2 separate regions of the Sus scrofa genome follow, and region 1 is linked to region 2. The links are chromatin contacts, called in public HiChIP or PLAC-seq maps. All regions are on one chromosome and are shown on one strand. The core of a region is the stretch at or near the end of the contact, and the rest is flanking DNA. Distances in the headings are between cores, read along the strand shown.

Evidence for each region. HiChIP or PLAC-seq counts read pairs in DNA pulled down with a chosen protein or histone mark.
Region 1: a contact with region 2 is called in an H3K27ac HiChIP or PLAC-seq map of alveolar macrophages. The contact joins the promoter of STRN3 here to the promoter of HECTD1 in region 2. A contact is called at or near these places in 1 of 5 promoter capture datasets (fetal liver), 1 of 47 Hi-C or Micro-C datasets (heart right ventricle) and 2 of 2 datasets of contacts at active chromatin or transcription factors (alveolar macrophages and skeletal muscle).

What each region holds. Positions count from the first base shown.
Region 1 is chr7:68,469,419-68,472,118 of Sscrofa11.1, reverse strand. STRN3 (striatin-3) reads right to left here and starts at 1,358. Exons shown (of 17, transcript XM_021099888.1): 1 at 729-1,358. The coding sequence starts at 1,010. It also overlaps a transcript of AP4S1 not described here.
Region 2 is chr7:68,316,726-68,319,425 of Sscrofa11.1, reverse strand. It overlaps HECTD1 (E3 ubiquitin-protein ligase HECTD1), which reads right to left and starts at 1,259. Exons shown (of 41, transcript XM_021099884.1): 1 at 601-1,259. LOC110261745 reads left to right here and starts at 281. Exons shown (of 3, transcript XM_021100055.1): 1 at 281-334; 2 at 392-1,723. The coding sequence starts at 281. The coding sequence ends at 1,513.

The DNA of each region.
Region 1 (2,700 bases), core at 109-2,608, 150 kb before region 2:
GAAGGGGGAGCCCGGTGAAGGGTACTCCAAAAAGAAAAATTCAGCACAGAGAAGTGTTGATGAGTCAGTCACTAAGGAAGAAGTCAAAGGGAATCTAAGTGAGTAAGGCAGCATCCCAGGTAAGTAGACACTTAAAGTTGGCGGCAGGAAATGAAAACTTCACAGGTCAGCCGCAAGCCATTGTGCTCGGTGGCAGCTCTGGAAAGAAGCCTGGCTGTCAACTAGTAAGAGCTACCAACTCCGGGGGAGGGGGTCAGGCAAGTCAACTCGAAAAGAGGGGTGGTTCGGGAAAAGGTGGTAAAATGCCCATGCCAGTCCTTCTCCTCGGGTTCTCCATTTCACGAGGTACAAACGAGAGCAAGTTCAGTGCCCAGCAGCCCCACGCCAGGAACTTTCCCACAGAGAGGAACTCAGCCCCAAGACCCGGAGGCCCGGGCAGGCGGCCTCCGAAGGAGCCCCCGCGGACGCCATACTAACAGCCAAAATGGCTGCCCCAAGGAAGCCCGCACCGCGCAGCTAGAGAGGGCTGGGTAACAAGCTTGTGCGGTAAAAGGGGAGGGGGACTCTAGGAAGACCCGTCGCCAGGACCATCACCCATCCAGCCGCGCAGGTAGGTTCCTCTCGGCCTCCCTAGGCCTCGAGCTCCGAATGAGGGGAGTTCCGGCCCCACCCCCGGGCAGACAACCCCGCCGCCGCTGCTGTCCCGCACACCAACCCCAAGGAGGTACCTGCAGTTCGGCCCGCTCCACCTCCCAGTGCGCCCGTTCCATCTCGAACCGAGCCCACTCGTGCTGGATGTAGTGCAGGATCCCCGGGATAGTGTACTGCTGCGGCCGGGACAGCTCGGGGCCTGTCGCGGGACCGGCTCCCTCGGCGGCCGGAGGACCTCCGCTGCCCGCTGCTCCATTCCCCCCTGACGAAAGGCTCATGTTCCCCCCAGGTCCCTGCTGCTGCCGTGGAGGGGCCGCCATCCCCGGGCCGCCACCACCGCCTCCGGCGAGCTCGTCCATTGTGTGTGGGGCCCCGGCTGGGGCGCAGGGCGAGACGCCGACGGCTGGGGGAAGGGGCCGGGGAAGGTGGCCCCGCGCTGGTGGCGGGGCGGAGGCCGGCTGGAAGAGGGGCGGGGAGGGGGTTGTTGCTGTATGCCTGCCGTGGGTCAGAGCAGGGAGCTGCCGGCCGCCGCCATTACAGTCCCTCCTCCATCTGCCCGTCTCACTCACTCACTTTAGGGGAAGGGGGGGCCGCGGTGGGAGGGCGAGAGGGGGCAGGGTTGGGAAGGGGATAGACGTAGGGCCGCCGCTCCCGCGCAGCATGCCGGGTAGAGAACGCCACTGCTGCCGCTCGCCTGGTAGCCAAATAGAGTCCGGCCTCACCCTACGCAGGCGTACTGAGGAAGCAGGGTTGCCGTTAGAGGCGGGGAAGGAGCGCCAGCCCCGCCCTAGGCCCGCCCTCAGACCCGCTTCGGGTGTCTGGCTGCCCCCGCGGAGCCCGTGGGCTGTAGACTCCGACCTTTGGGGTCGAGTAGGTGTCGTCCTTTCTAGCAAGGGGTTTCCCTCGCTCAGTCAGCCCCCGCCGTTCCCACCCAAGGGTCTCGGCTGCGATTCTGCCTTCGAAGCTGAGTTTTAACCTGGCTGGTCGCTCTGGCCGGCCGCCGCCGGTCCTGAATTCCTGGCGTTTCTTTTGCATTCCTTGCGTGTTTCAGGCAGTCCCAGAGGATCGGGCCTCTTTCTCTGCCTGTCACTCGCTCTTTTTCTGGTTTCCTAACACCAGTCAGTTCCCTGGGCTTTGGGGACGTTCTCTTTTTGGCAAATAGCCCAGATCCTCCCGGACGTAGCGGCCGATTCCCTGTCTCTGGGCTTTGGACCGAATTCTGTGCTCCCTGTCGCACGTCGCAACTTGTTCCACTTTGCCTCCCTTCTTTATTATTCTGGGATGGAGTGTGTTTGGTGGGGGGGGGGGGGTTGGAAGGGAACAGGACCGATTGTTTTCATTTTTCTTTTGGGATAAGGGAACGTGAAAAACTTTAGATCTCGAAGCTAGGTGGAGGAAGAAAGAAAACTTTGAAGGAGAGTGGTTAAATTTGATGTTTTAGAAGTGAATAACTCAAAAATAATGTCATTCATAGCTGAATCTTTTGATGGAAATAGAAAATAAACACCCTGAAGACATCTTTTTTCCTTTTTTAAATTCCCCCCCCCACTTTTTTTTTGGCCCTGCCCATGGCATGTGGAAGTTCCCAGGCCAGGGGTGTACCCGCGCTGCAGTAACAGCCCTAGCTGCTGCAGTGATGATGCTGGATTCTTAACCTGCTGCTCCACAGGGGACCCTGAAGACATTGTAAAATCCTAAGTGAATGCCTAAGAATGTTTTCCTGGGTTGTTTTGAATGAATATAATGTATACAAAAAAGACAAGGTTAATCTTAAGTACCATAGTGTGTTTTCTTTTTAATGTGCTTAGTTGCCAAGGAACATCCTTAATGAACTGTTACGTTTCTAAAAGTTAATATAGCCAACAACCATTTGGTTAAAAAAGCCAAAAATAATATTTACCATTATGATAAGGAAAAAAGATTCATTAATTACAGCTAAGCAGGAAAATCACATATAGAATTGATTGCACTTAAATTTTTTTCTTCTCTACTACCAATAAAATTTTAACTGTGGAATATACAAGACCACTCAGGGTGTAGTTTCAAAGA
Region 2 (2,700 bases), core at 10-2,509:
GCCGTGAAGGAGAGACGGCTTTGGGTCCCCTGCAACCCAGGTGCAGGTGTATAAACCCAGCGGCAGGTTCCAGTGGGCACCCAACGGCGGCCGTCAGCAGGGGTGACCCAACACCCTAGGCCCACTCGACCCCGCGCCGAGAGGCGCAGGCACCGCGCTCCGGTTTCCTGGCACCAAACCCGGCTAAGTTAGCTACCTGTGTCGAAAAGGAGGGGGAAGTTTTGGAGGAGGAGCAGCAAGCCTCTCTACCCTAGAGGAGGCCACCGAGGCGGGCTCGGAGATGGGTCTCCCGGGAGCGGCGCCCGGAACTCCGAGGCCCGGGGAGATGTCCCTGGCCCCGCCGGGCGGCGAAACCTTCTCAAGGACAAGGGGAGGGGGGGGGCTGCCGTAGGTTCCGGCTTGGACAAGCCGGGTCCCGCCCCGGGCAGAGCCAAGGCTGGGAAACAAAGGGGCTAAGAGGGTAAGTCAACAGCAGTGCCGCCGACCTTACCAGGGGCCGGGGTCTCGCTCCCAGCCCGCCGCCGGGCATCCCTCATCCCGGCACCAGGGCCGTTCCGACCGCCCAGGGAGTCCCCGCCTCCCCTTCCCTCAAGCTCTTACCCGGGCCTGTCCTCCCAAACCACTCCGGTCCAGCTCCAAGCAGGCCGCGGGCAGAGCCAGGCCCGGCCGCGGCCCTAGAGTTCCCAGGAAGCCGCAGGCCGCGCAGGTCGAGCCGGGCAAGCGGCACAGGAAAAGCCGCTCCTCGTCCCTCCCCTTCCTCCGCGGGGACCTGGTGACGGGGAAGCGAGAGGTTCCCCAGACCAGCGGCAGCCAGCGCACGTCCCGTCCCCGGCACGCGGCTCCTCCGGCCTTACAGCTCAGAGGCCCGCGCGGTGCTGCCGGCGGCGGCGGCGGGGGAGGCCGCGTCCATCGCGATCCGGGAGGGGGAAGGGAGGAGGGTCGGGGGAGAGCCGGGCGGGGAAGCTGCGGAGGGCAGCCGTGCGGCGCGGAGGCGGAGCAAATGGGCTCTACTGACTGCGACCTCGCCGGCCGCCACGTGGGGCGCTGCAGGTGCCGGTCGGCCAGTGGCGCAAGGGGCGCCAGCCCTGGGTGCCAGGCGGCGGGACGCGTCGCCGCCTCTCTCTGGTCTCTCTCGCACTCCGGGCCTCGGTCTCCCTCGGCCTTGTCAGCTGTCGCTTTACTATCGTACGCCCTGCACCTTCACTATGCTATCAATCGGAGCGCGCTCCCACCACCCCGCACGCGCGGCTGCACGTACGCTCAGCGTGTTTTGCACGGTGTGTACACACTTGGCGCGCTCCTGCTGACGGCACTCAGGCTGCACGTCAAACCTGCGGCCCAGGCTGTCTTTGCCTGGCGTCCTACCAGGGCGACCGTACCCGGCCAAGAACTGGTCACCCCTCCTCGAGCACCGAAAAGTGTCGCGGGAGGAGAAGCGCCTCCCTTCGGTCCTAGGAGGCAAACCGCCCGCAGTTCGTTGGAAAGAAAATCTTTCACAACTCCGGGGAAGTAAATATTGTCGAGTGTTCTCTCCATTGTACGGATGAGAGAACTGAGGCTCCCAAAAGCGTGAATTCAGGCCCAATGGCGTCCCCAGTAAGCAGCAGCACTGCGAGTGTGCTTTTGATTTTTTCCTGTGGGTTTTGGTCGCAAGAATGTCTGTAATTATTCCCTTCGGACGTTCTGTTTCACAGGCGTTGAAAACAAAATATATTTGCTTATGGTACGTACATGGAGATATTTAGGATATAATTAATTGGAAATGTGACTATAGCTTCCTTTTTTTAAAATCAAGAAATTAATGCCTTGGTTTGTGAGATAGGTAAACCCATGCCCAGACACCCACTGTACTCTCACTTTTTCATCTTTTAAACAAACATGAATATTATATGATAGTATTTGAGAAGCGTTCTTTTAAGCAGTTAGATTGGGTTCACCATATGCTTGAAGAACTAGTATTTTGGAAATTACAGATTTGCACTGAAGATATCTATAAGTACTTGTCCGACTGTGGCAGGTAAGTGTCCCTAGGTCTCCTGTTAACAGATGAAACTCAGAGAAAAGAGTAGAACATTCCAACTATCTTGTCAGAACTACAACACATGAGAATAATTATTTGTGAGCTATGAATGTGACTTAAGAGCTGCAGGAAAATCTTTAAGGAGGAGGTGGGTTCCTCTTGGACCTTGAAGAGTGGGTAGAATGTGAACACCACAAGGGAGGAGAAAGAATACAAGCAAACCCTATGTTCTGAGACACAGGAAGGAGGACCAGCACCTCAAGCAAAAAACCAGCATTAAGCAATGATAGAGAAGATAAGAGCTAAAGTGAGAAGGGTCTTATGTGGGATCCAGAATTTAGGGTGAGGTAACATGTTCTGGACTAGAACATTGACTGAAAAAGTTCTGGGCCTTAGATGTATAGGGCCAGAGTGTCCAGAATGGCTAAAAACCTAGACAAGGAGACTAACTGGGAGATTGCTAAAGTCCCCCAGTAGTGGAGGGAGGGAGGAAGAGCCCAAAGGGCCTAGTTTTTGGCGTTAAGAATGAAGAAGAGGAGTTCCCGTCGTGGCGCATTGGTTAACGAATCCGACTAGGAACCATGAGGTTGCGGGTTCGGTCCCTGCCCTTGCTCAGTGGGTTAAGGATCCGGCGTTGCCGTGAGCTGTGGTGTAGGTCGCAGACGCGGCTCGGATCCCGC